Regions from separate parts of the Mus musculus genome. Here regions 2 and 3 are each linked to region 1. A link is a contact called in public HiChIP or PLAC-seq data. All regions are on one chromosome and are shown on one strand. The core of a region is the stretch at or near the end of the contact, and the rest is flanking DNA. Distances in the headings are between cores, read along the strand shown. Region 1 holds the start of Cenpm (centromere protein M). Region 2 holds the start of A4galt (alpha 1,4-galactosyltransferase). Region 3 holds the start of Bik (BCL2-interacting killer).

Region 1 (3,840 bases), core at 722-3,221:
GTGTACTTACATATAATAATAAATAAATAAATCTTAAAAAAAAAAAAGAATTCTCAGAATGTTGCTGCAGGTATCCCATGCCAGACCCTCCTGCCACCAGCGAACCTTTCGGAGCCTTGCCACTTTCTATGTCACTTCCCTGGGCTAGCTCACTAAGCCTTCCTCAGACATCCTTGCCTTACACTCGTACCAGCCTGAGACATCTTCAGCATCTCTCGGATCATGAATTAAGCAGATTAAACCCAAGTGTTACTAACAGAGCATCTCCTCTGTGCTAGTTACTGCTTAAGGCCTCGAGGATTCACCAGTGAACCAGAGTCAAAATCTCTGTCCTTAGAAGCCGATTGTGTGTGGTTTGGGGGTGGGGATCAGAGGCCTTCTTTTATTGTGTTGGTTTGTCTTATGCAGCCCAGGCTGGCCTGGAACTCGGTATGTAACAGAGAATGGCCTGGAGCCTCCTGCCTTCGCCTTATAAAGCTGTGGTTACAAATGTGTCCTTGTGTTGGCCTGGAGATAAACGGTGTTTATTTTCTACTCCCCTGGGGTTCTGGTCACCTTGTTATAGTTACTTTTAATTGTCAATTGGACACAACCTAGAGTCAGTCATCTTGGGGAGTCTCAACTTTCTAGATGCCTTGTAATGTTTTTAAATATTTATTTTATGTGTGAGTACTCTATCTGCATGCACCTGTAGAGGGCAACGGACCCCATTACAGATGGTTGTGAGCCACCATGTAGTTGCTGGAATTGAACTCAGGACTTCTGTGAGAGTAGACAGTGCTCTTAACCGCTGACCATCTCTCCAGCCTTCGTTTGTAATTTCTTAATTGGACTGAGGTAGGAAGGCCCACTACAAGTGGCACAATCCCCTAGGGAAGGATTCTGAGTTGTCTTCAGTGTGGAGAAAGCCAGATAAAAACTTGCAAGCATGTGCTTGTTCGTTGCTTCCTCTTGACTGTGGATATACAGTGACCAAGTGCTTCAAATTCCAGCAGCAATGACTTCTGCAGCAAGGAGCGAGCCAAACATGTCCTTTCTCCCTGAAGCTGCTTTTGTCGGGGTATTTTATCACAGCAAGAGGAGAAAGAAAGGAAACCAAAACACACCTCCCCCGTTGTTTTTACATGCTGACGTCTAAACTCTGAGCCTTGTCAATGAGAAAATACGCAACCCGTGAGTGTGTTTTTGGCGTGCGTTATGAGCTATGAACATTTGCAGAGACCAGTAAAGGAGCCAACTCGGCAACCATAGGCAGGATCACGGAGGACTGATGACAGCTAGGAGCGGGACCCTCTCTCCTGCAGGCTCCCGTCCCTCATGTTAGCCCAGAGTTCAGGCTACAATCTCAGCAACTTACACCCTCAGCTCGGACGCACAGTCATCTTTGAGCATCGACTCCGCCAGCTGCTGCAGAAGCGCATCCTCGGTGCTCACCAGCTGCGAAGGGAGAGAACCAGGCAGATGGAGATCCGAGCAGGGCGGCTCCTTTGGAGGGCCCCGCACTCCGAATCCCTCCTGGGGGTACACACTCAGCTAGAGGCGGCTCGGAGGGAGCCATTTCCTCAGAAGAGGAGCCCTAAGGAGCCATCCACGGAGGGGGACCGCCCGGCCTCCTCCTCGAAACGCGGGAAAGCCACGTTCGAACTGGAACGCCCACTCAGCCGGTGGTAAAATCAGCCGCGCGCCTATTGGTGGAGGCGTCCCTCAGCCTCGCGAGCCGCCGCTCCGATTGGTCCAGAGTAACGCGCCCGTCCGCCCGCCCCCCGCTGTCGGAGCGCGCTGAGGCTGAGGAAGGGCACCGGCTTTGGCTGCGGGGAAGCCGGTCCAGGGGCGCTGCCCGCACCTACCAAGACGGTAGCCCTGTTCAGGTCGGGCAGCTTGTCCATCGACCTCAGCACCGACATCTCAGCGGCAGCAGCGCCACTCGGCTCAGCGCATGGCGCTTTCAAACCGTCGCAAGGCCCGCCTCTCTAGTGGGCGGGGCGCGGTACGCATGTCCGGGCGGGGCTTTCTGAGCCGCCACTTTTAAAAGCAACCGCCACTCTTTTTTGTTTGTTTGTTTGTTTGTTTTTCCTTCGAGACATGATTTCTCTGTATAGCTCTGGCTGTCCTGCTGGGATTAAAGGCGTGCGCCACCACGCCTGGCAGGAACCGCCACTCTTAAAAGAGCCTGTTCTGTCTCTGCCCCTACTCCCCACTCCCAAGATTTATTTTTTTAAAGATTTATTTATTACATATAAGTACACTGTAGCTGTCTTCAGACACACCAGAAGTGGGTATCAGATCTCATTACGGATGGTTGTGAGCCACCATGTGGTTGCTGGGATTTGAACTCAGGACCTTCAGAAGAGCAGTCAATGCTCTTAACCTCTGCGCCATCTCGCCAGCCCCCCAAGATTTATTTTTAATTACGTGCAAATGTGTGTGTGTGCGCGCACGCGGACTCATGTGAGTGGAGGCGGCTGTAGAATTCAGAAGAGGGAGTCAGAGTCTCTGGAACTGCATTTAGAGGCAGTTCTGAACCACTTGACATGATGGGTATTTGGTTCCCATTGGAAGCAAATTCAGGTGCCATGTTAATTGCTGAGCCATCTCTCCAGTCAGCCTCTACTATCTTCGTTCTACAAAAAGATTTATTGCATTTAAAAAAAAAGATTTTCAATTTAATTTAAAATTTTTTTCTTTTATGGGTACGGGTGTTCTTGCCTGCATGTGCACCATGTGCACAATGCCCCCCCCCCTCCCCCCAAGAGGTTGTCAGTTAACCTTGAAACAAGTTACAGACTGTTGTGAGCTGCCATGTGGATACTCTGAATCCAACCTGGGTCCAAGAGCAGCCAGTACTCTTAATGGTTGGTTGTTCAGATAAGTACAGCCTGTTTCCCCACATGTCTATTCCCAAGGCTGTGATCTCTTTCTCCCTTGGTCTTGGGACTCCTCCCCTCCCGCAAGTACCAGGATTAGGGGCCTGAAAGGTACAAATGTATGAGTCCGGGATTCACTGAAGAATGGTACCCGGGATTCAATAGTATGTAAACACAGAGTGTTTTATTCTGCAGAAGTCTAGCATGCTGGGGTCTCCCATTACCAGAATAGAGAGACAACCAAGTAAGTTTGAAGGCCTGAGATTTAAAGCACAAGATATAGGTAGGTAACCTATATCTTGGTCCATCTCCACGGTCATTCCATTACCAGGGAATGGGGCTGGAAAGTGAGGTCTAGAAACTGTGGCTGAGGAAGTAGCTGAGGAAATCTGGAAACTGTTGCTGATCCATTGTCCTGGCCTCTGGCCAGGTGGCTAGGCAGCTCCTGATGGCTGGGCAGCTTCTATTTATTTATTTATTTATTTTGTTTTTGTTTTTTGTTTTGTTTTGTTTTTTTGTTTTTTGAGACAGGGTTTCTCTGTATAGCTCTGTTCCAGCCTATAGTTCCAGGCTGTCCTGGAACTCACTCTGTAGACCAGGCTGGCCTCGAACTCAGAAATCCGCCTGCCTCTGCCTGAGTGCTGAGATTAAAGGTGTGCGCCACCATACCCGGTTGGCGGGGGAGCTTCTAACTAGCGGCCTAAAGCCTGTTTTTTATGTTTGTTTGTTTTTTCTATTAACCAGCCTGTCTGGGCTTGCCTGGACTTGCCCAGTTCTTAGGCCTAGTCTCCTAAACTGTCAGTTTGAAGCCTGTCATGGAGTCAGCCTAGTCTTTTCATATCATTTACATTCTTAAACTTTAACTTCTGTCCCTAGTCCATATCTGTCTCAGAAGATTTCTACTCAGCTGACATATTACAAAGGGCAGGGAGCCCTGCACTTACTGAAAGCTAACGTGAACCAGTCCAGCCAATGT
Region 2 (3,945 bases), core at 476-2,975, 1.0 Mb after region 1:
GAGTTCCAGGACAGCCAGGGCTATACAGAGAAACCCTGTCTCGAAAAACCAAAAAAAAAAAAAAAAAAAAATTCCAGCACCCTGGAGGCAGAGGCAGGCAGATCTCTGAGTTGGAGACCAGCCTGGTGTATACAGTATTCCAGGGCAGTGAGAGCTACACAGTGAGACCCTGTCTCAAAACAAAGGGTAACAGTATCTAAAAGAACCAAATGCTTTCATTATACAACAAAAACCAGGGCAGTTGAGGCGGCTCAGTAGTAAAGCTGTTACTTGAGGTCATTGAAGGTCTGGACTGCTCCTCGCCTTCCACCTCCACCTCTAAGACCAGGCTGTTTTGGGGTGATATGGTGGGTCACAGTCGCCTCTAGAGATTCAAGCAACCCTGCCCACACCCTGGGATATTCATCACTTCTCCCATGAGTGAACAACCTTTCTCTGGGACTAATCCTTGTCAATATAGACAGCTGCAGAGCCTTAATTGTTTCAAAGAAACAAAGCAAACTCTACAGAATTGTTTAATAGGTCGCAGCGACCCTTGAGCTGTCCAGGCAGGGACCAGCCCTTGAGGCATTGAAGAAGCGTTTTCAAAACAAAACAAACAAACAAATAAAACCGGGAGGCTGAGTTCCTGTGAATTTTTTGGTCTTTCGTTTGAGGACTTTCCTTTATGGGAAAGATTTCTGCTGCTGAATGCCAGAGACTAGGGGAGTGCGAGTGGAGGGCAGCTCTGCTTTATTGGAGTCCCCATTCTTAGGGAGGAGAAAGGTCAAAGAGGGGGTGGAGTGGGGTGACGGGGAGCCGGAGGGTGTCACTTCGGAACCGGCTGGGGTTGCAGCAGCTGGATTGCTATGGATGTGACAGAGTAGAGATGGAAAGGATACTTTTAATCTCCAGCGGGCTAGAGACTCAGTGGACTCTGCCAAGGAGATGAAAAGAACTTCTAGCCCCAGATGACATACGAAGACATTGAGGCAAGGGGGCTCGCCCTAACAGTGAAAAGGAGTGGATAGGGTAAATCTCCCAGGCGCAGCCTCTTCCAACCCTATTCGGCTTCCAGTCCCATACCTCAACTGTTCTCATCGGAAGAAGGGGAGAAGCGCGAGCGTGCTGATCCGGGACCGAGCCCTGGGTCTCGCGACTCCATGCTGGCTTCCCTTGCTCCCCCGCTTTTCCCAGGCTACCCCCTGCACCTGAAGACCCTTCCCGGTGCAGGTCCGAAGCCGGAGCATCCAGAAAGCCCAGAGCCAACTCCCAACCCGAAGCCCTCCCTGCAGCGCGCGGCATTCCATTCCTCTCCGGGATGCGCCCCGCCGCGACCTCCCAGAGCACGCCCAACGTCGCCGAGCAGCGCTTTGGGATCTGGACTTCGGATTCCCAGTCGTCCCCCTCCCCCGTGAACCTCGCCCTCCGAGGGCCTCCTGGGCTGCGGGAAGGAATTGCGGGATCCTAGCCGGCCCCAGACTAGCTCGCGCCGCGCCGCGCTCAACTTCGGGGCGCAGACCGGTGCGGGCGGCAGCTGAGGGACCACGGCGCGGAACTGGTGCCCGCACCATTGTCGCCTGTAGAACAGGTGGCCAGGCGGGGACCCGGGTCCCTGATGTCTTGCAGCTCACCTCCCTTTCCAGCCTAGAACAGGGGCGCCCCGGATCCCAACGAGATCCCCCTGCCCGCTGCCCTGTCCCTGAGATCCAGGTACCTCCGGCTCCCGCGTCGGCGGGCGGCTACTGCGGCCCTGGAGGGCGGTGGCTTGAGCCCAGCGGACAGGAGCGCCGCCCCTCCAGCCCTGGGCGGGGTCTGGCGTTTCTGCCCCACGGGTCCCTCTCCGCCTGCAGCTAGTCCTGTCTAGAAATGGGGGTGGGCACGACCTGAGTCATCAATAGCCAGTAGCCAACAGGTGTGAGCCGCCTCCCGGCCACCCACACCTCACTAGTCACAATCCTATTCTAAACCTTCCGTTTCTCTCTCCAGCCCTTCTGCCCCAGAGCTAGCAATCCTCCTGCCTCAGCCTCCCAAGTCACTCCTCCAAGACAGGGATGAATCCCCTACCCATGGCTCTATTTTTTTCCATTTAACAGATGGAAAAAAAAATAAAAAGCCAGGCTCGAAGCGGTTTGGTTAATTACATAAATGTTGTGCAGTTGAGAAGGGGCGACATCTGAGACTTGAGTCATCCTGACGCCACTGCCCAGCAGCGTCTGTTCCAAGTACTCCTCACTCCCTGCTCTGGCCTGCTGTGACCCAAGGAAGGGCCGGGCCCACGGCATGGTGTTCCCTAGTGGCGATTTCCCCCGCCAGCTCTCCTCTCGGGCTAGATGCCAACGTGCCCTCGCTGCCTGCCCTGCTTCATCTCTCTCACCATACAAACCTGTGTCCAGGCCGCTGAGAAAATGGAAACACCCTATCCCAACCCTGAGAACAGCCTGGGTAAACAGGCTTTGTAAAAGCGAATCTGTGGAAAATTCTCACCCCTTCACCCCACTGCTGACAACTACCTAGCTCTTGGCTATGCCCACCCTTTCTCGTTTTCCAGGAGATCCCCAGCCTCCAGCTGCTAGCCGTTGCTGCTCCTGCCCCTCTTGCCTCTTCGCGGGCCATTCCCATTAGTGCTCATCACTCCCAGGTTTGATTTTTTTGGTTTGGCTTTGCCAGACTGCTTCTCATTCTAGCCCACGGCTTTCTTGTAAACCACAGTGGCCTCAAACTTGTGACAACCCCTCTGGCTTTCGCCTCCCAAATGCTGGGATAACAGACTTTGCTCATCTTAAAACTCAAACAAGGAGCCCTGCCAGCCGTGGTGGTGCATTTCTTTTCAATCCCTGCATTTGGGAGGCAGGCAGGTTTCTGAGAGTTCGAGGCCAGCCTGATTTATATAGAGCTTTTTAGGCCAAGCCAAGGCTACAGAGTATTGGATAATGAATGGTATTGTGTTGAAGACCCTTCCGCAGTTAAGAGCAATTGCTGCTCTTCACGGGGAGCCGAGTTGGATTCCTAAAGCCCACACCAGAAGGTTTACAATTGCCTGTAACTCCAGCTCCAGAGAATCTCACGTCTTCTTCCAGATTCTGAGGGTACCTGCACCCACACAGCTACACAGATGTACTCATAAGTAAAAAAAAAAAAAAACAAAACTTAATTCTTAGTGTGATGGATGCACACAGGTGCCGAGATACACTGTTCTTCAGATAAACTATATTAGCAGCGTTTCAGTGTCATGACCGCAGGCTGCCACTATAGGATCTTGAAGGGAGAGAGCCTTCGAATCCAGAAGCAAAGAAAGTTTTTCTTTTCTTTTTCTGTTTTTGTTTTTGTTTTGAGACAGGGTTTCTCTGTATAGCCCTGGATGTCTGGAGCTCACTCTGTAGACCAGGCTAGCCTCAAACTCAGAGATCTGCCTGCCTCTGCCTTCAGAGTGCAGGGATTCAAAATGTTGCATTTCTACTGCCCAGCTCAAGGGTTTTGTTGTTGTTGTTGTTGTTGTTTAATTTATTTTTAGTTTACGTGTGTGTGAGTGTTTTTTGTTTGTTTGTTTGTTTGTTTGTTGCATCCATTCATGTCTGTGTGCTATGTGCACTCCTAGGTCACACAGAGGCCAGAAGAGGGCACGAGACTCCCTGGAACTAGAGTTATAGATGGTTGTGAGCCACCACGTGGGTGCTGGAATTTAAATCCAGGTCCTCTGTAAGAACAGCAAGTGACTTAACCACTGGGACACCTCTTCAGTCCCCAAGGGGAACTTCTTATTGCTATGGGTTGGCTGGGGAGGAGGCCCGACTTAGTTTACACACTCTTACAGGATTTGGGGTGACTACCTGTCCTCCAGAAGCCAAATAAAATAGCCAAATTAGGTCTAGAGTAGTGGTTCTCAACCTGTGGGTCATGACTTCTTTGGGGGTTACATACCGTATATATTTTGCATATCAGATATTTACATTATAATTCATAACA
Region 3 (3,950 bases), core at 879-3,378, 1.3 Mb after region 1:
AAACAAAGGATCCAAAGACAACTCGAGGCCAAAACTTGGCTTGAAGTCTGTGTCAGCTGGATCATAGACACAAGTGATCTCAGGCACAGAAGGCAGTGGGGTTATGAGGATCCAGAGGTAGCTGTGAGCAGCACCTGTAGATTGAGGCCACTAGAGAAGAAAGGGGCAAGTCCCTGAGTATGGTCCTCTCAGGGAGCAGGGTGCATAGCCTAGTGGCTCAGGGACAGAACACGGGATCTACATGGTGAAGGAGAAAACTGACCTCTGAGGGTTGTCTTCTGACCTTCACACACATAGTCCCCTCTCCAACAGAATGAATGAATAAATGTTTCAAAAGAAGGGAAGAGAAGAGCAAATGTGAGCCCTGGGGACAGAAGGTGGCGGTCCCCATTGTCACCACTTGTATTACTTCTTGCATCTGACCCAATTATGGAGCACTAACAGGAAGGCGCACTCTTATTTAAGTGATTTTGCCCCATTTCCCTTCATTTGTCTCTCTTTCTTTTAATTTATTTTAGACAGGGTCTCTTGTACCCCAGGCTCTCCTGGAACTCACTGGAAAACTGTGTATGTAGCCTTGAACGCCTTGGCCTCCCGGCTTCAACTTCCCAAACCTGAGATGACAGGGGTATCAACACACCCAGTTTTTCTTTGTAATTTGAGACATGGATTCTCAGCCTGGTGGTAGTAGTGGTTGGTGCATGCTTTTAAACCCAGCACTAGGGAGGCTGGGGCTGGCACATCTCTGTGAGTTCCAGAAAAGCCAGGGCTACACAGAGAAGCCCTGTCTTGAAAAAGCAAACGAACAAATAAACAAACCCCTCCAAATAATGAATTCTTGCTATATTGCCCGGAACCTACCCAACTTCCTAGTCTCCCCAGCGGCAGGCCGTTCAGGGATTGAGTCACTGTGCTAGCCTCCCATTTGATCAGCCTGTTGCCTTGGGGATCTTGCAGGCTAAATATTTTCACTCACCCCCTCCCCTGGGCCCCTAAGTCCCCATCTGACCTCAAACTGGCCTCCTTCCTCCACCTTGTCTACTGTTTACAGAACGCATCTGCTGACCGGTCAGGTCTTTCTGGACTGTGAGACCCCTTGTCACTGCCTCTCTTCTCTCAGTCTCAATTTTCTGCAAATTCATCTGCAAAATGTATTGGCAGAGAGGCTTCAAGGTCCCCTGCCCCCAACTCCAGGTTGTGACAATCCCTGATGGCTAATGGCCAAAGATCAGGGTTCAATTTGCTTCTGGGCTTGGAGGTGACAGAAGGACCACAGAACTGGAAAGATCTGAGTGGCAGGATTGGAAGGCCTCTAAGATTAAATTCTGCCGAGGACCTTCTAACATGTGGGGGGAGGGGCTGCCTTCCCGTGTCAGGAGAAGATTTAAGGAACCCCAAATATCACCACCCCTCTCCTGACAGGAGAGGGAAGAGTCCAGCTGACTACTTGACAAAGCACGCAGTAGGAGGCACCTGCCCCAGATTCTGACCTCTGCTATCCCGAGAGGAGCTGACTTGGGATAAACAAGTTTTGTTGTTGTATAGATAGTGGTTACTTTGTAATTCGGCCAGTGCTCCATCTTTACTCACCTCGGAGCCCCTGCTCCAGGGCACTGGAGACTGAACTCCTCCCACTTCACCTGTAATTCTAGATTTCACCTCCTACCGATCCTCTCCTTCACCCTAAGTCTTCGCCAAAAGGAGGGCTGGGAGAGCTCCCTATACACCGGGAGAGAAGAGAGAGGGGAAAGGGGGAGATTTGGAGGTGCAGTGCGGAACTTGTAGCAGGCGGGAGCAAAGGGAAGCCACAGAAGCACCAAGCCTTTAGGAGTACTATGAGGACCAAGTAGACAGCCCTTGCTAAGGTTTGGCCGCGGCGATGGCAGAGGCGGCGTCTGCGGAAAGCACACTCGCAGACGCACTGGCGGGGACACAGTAGCAGGTCTACAGGCGACAGAGGAATGTCTGCAAGCTAACGACTTTAAAACAGGGGTTCTGTAGCTACTTATTGGGACCGGGGATTTGGAGCCCCGGAGGGAGGAGTTAAAGGGGCGGGACGGGGAGGGCGCGGCCACCTATCAGGGTCCAGCCCGCCGCTCACAATAACCCGCCTCCAGCCAGCGCCCCCGACTCCGCCACCGGCGTCCCAGCCGAGAGGGTGTTCGGGCAGTTCGCCCGCCGCTACGCCAGCTCAGCTTGGCAGGTAAGCGTCTTGCAGCCCTAGCCCAAGTTGCTGGAAAGTTGGGGACCCGTGCCCAAATCCCTCGGTGGCCCCGGCTCTGAAACGTCCCCTCTGCGTCTGACACCCCAGAAGGTGCTAGTCTGGTCCGCGTGTCTCGCTGTGCGTCCATGCACTGGGGTGGCCCTTGTGTCCTGGTTCTAGGGCGCGCTGAGCAAGTGGCCTTCGTTGTCGCTGTGCCCTGGTTGTCGAAAACTTAGGGGGAGCAGCTTGAGACCAGGGCGCGGCACTGCCACAGTAGGGCGGCCAGGCTGAGCCCGGGCCGCAGGCGGAAGATGGCGTCGGCACCTGTCTCCGCGAGGACCGGAGAGTTCGCATCTGTCCCTCCCTCGGGGATCCTGGGATTCGCACCGTCCCTGCCGCGACCTGGTAATTCACACCTGTTCCCGACAGAATCCAGCTTCGCATCTGTCCTCTCTGGGACCCGGGGATATAGGTCTTCGAGGGGCAGCAGAAGGGCCTTCTTAGGCGACCTGGGTAGTTCAGACCATCATTTCCCCGAAGCTCCTAGCCACCTGCCTGCGCCCAGGCGCAGGGACTGGGAGTGCATCCGAGGGGCCGGCAAGGTCGCCGGTGTACCAGCCACAACCAGCACTGGGGGTTCAATACTTGTGTCACTTTTCCACCTTGTGGCCTTCAGGATGCGGATGCAGGTTGTTTTATAAACTTAATTGCTGTTCTGAAGTGTACTGAACCACCCCTACAAAGTGTTGTTTATTGTTGTTGGCGTTGATGCAGGTGATAACACTGTTACAGGGGTTTGGAGCCAGCTGCAGCTCTCAAGAAGGCTGGTCTCCTACCTACTTTGGGGGATGGGGGAGTTGTCAGTGAACCTTAATTTTAACCTCAGGGAAGCAGGCCTCATTTCAGATAGGCTTATGTCCCAACAGCTACATAGAGCTGGCTCCTTCAAAGCCTGGAGGGCTTTCTTAGAGGCCACACCAACCTCTCTACCTGTGACCTACTTTCTGTTCTGACTGTGTAGCTTTCTACAGGCTCCTCCACCATTCTGGACCTCAGTTTGTTGAGTTTGTAAACTGCGTTGTGGTTTAGCCTGGTGGGGAGGGACCTTTCCCAAGAAGTGGCTGAGTAGCTCGGCAATGCTACCTTGATTTCCACTAGGTTGGGGCATGTTTACTGTTGCTCCTTTACAAGTATACACCTAAGGGTCACCTGGGGTCCTTGGCTGCTTTTGGATCTAGTGTCCTGCCTAGGGCAGGTGGCACTCGTGACCTCCCAGCCTTGCCCCTCCCCACATCTCTCACTCCACCCTGCCAATTTTCTCCCCTCTATACTCCAGGATTTGAGACTTTCTTTGTTTTGTTTTGAGGCAAAGTTTCATGTAGCCTAGGCTGGCCCCCAGCTCACTATGTAGCTGAGGATGGTCTTGAAACTCCTGATTCTCTTACCTTCACCACCTGAGTTCTAGGATTCCAGGTATAGTTACTGTATCCAGGTTATTTGTAGCTGGGGATGGAACTCACAGCTCTGTGTATACTACCATTGTTTTCTTAAGTAAGGCCTCACTATGTAGCAGAGGCTAGCCTCGCATTCTCAATCCTTCGGTTTGCTTCCCTAGTGCTGACTTTTAGTCTGCTTTCTGTTGCTAATAAGATACAGTGCATTGGGTTGGGTTATAAAGAAGTAAAATTTATTCTGGCTTGTGATTCATGTGGGGTTGAGGGCCATCTTGGGTGACTCCCTTTTGTTG

Evidence for each region. HiChIP or PLAC-seq counts read pairs in DNA pulled down with a chosen protein or histone mark.
Region 2: an H3K27ac HiChIP or PLAC-seq map of embryonic stem cells shows a contact between it and region 1, with 6 read pairs. The contact joins the promoter of A4galt here to the promoter of Cenpm in region 1. A contact is called at or near these places in 2 of 39 promoter capture datasets (embryonic stem cells and stem cell-derived epiblast-like cells) and 3 of 115 datasets of contacts at active chromatin or transcription factors (embryonic forebrain, embryonic stem cells and stem cell-derived neural progenitor cells).
Region 3: a contact with region 1 is called in an H3K27ac HiChIP or PLAC-seq map of embryonic stem cells, with 6 times the contacts expected there. The contact joins the promoter of Bik here to the promoter of Cenpm in region 1. A contact is called at or near these places in 8 of 39 promoter capture datasets (the HPC-7 cell line, HPC-7-derived erythroid cells, cranial neural crest and 5 more) and 5 of 115 datasets of contacts at active chromatin or transcription factors (SST interneurons, astrocytes, embryonic stem cells and 1 more).

What each region holds. Positions count from the first base shown.
Region 1 is chr15:82,242,776-82,246,615 of GRCm38.p6, forward strand. Cenpm (centromere protein M) reads right to left here and starts at 1,972. Exons shown (of 6, transcript NM_025639.4): 1 at 1,848-1,972; 2 at 1,358-1,437. The coding sequence starts at 1,904.
Region 2 is chr15:83,250,004-83,253,948 of GRCm38.p6, forward strand. A4galt (alpha 1,4-galactosyltransferase) reads right to left here and starts at 1,726. Exons shown (of 3, transcript NM_001004150.4): 1 at 1,697-1,726.
Region 3 is chr15:83,524,734-83,528,683 of GRCm38.p6, forward strand. Bik (BCL2-interacting killer) reads left to right here and starts at 2,129. Exons shown (of 5, transcript NM_007546.2): 1 at 2,129-2,203.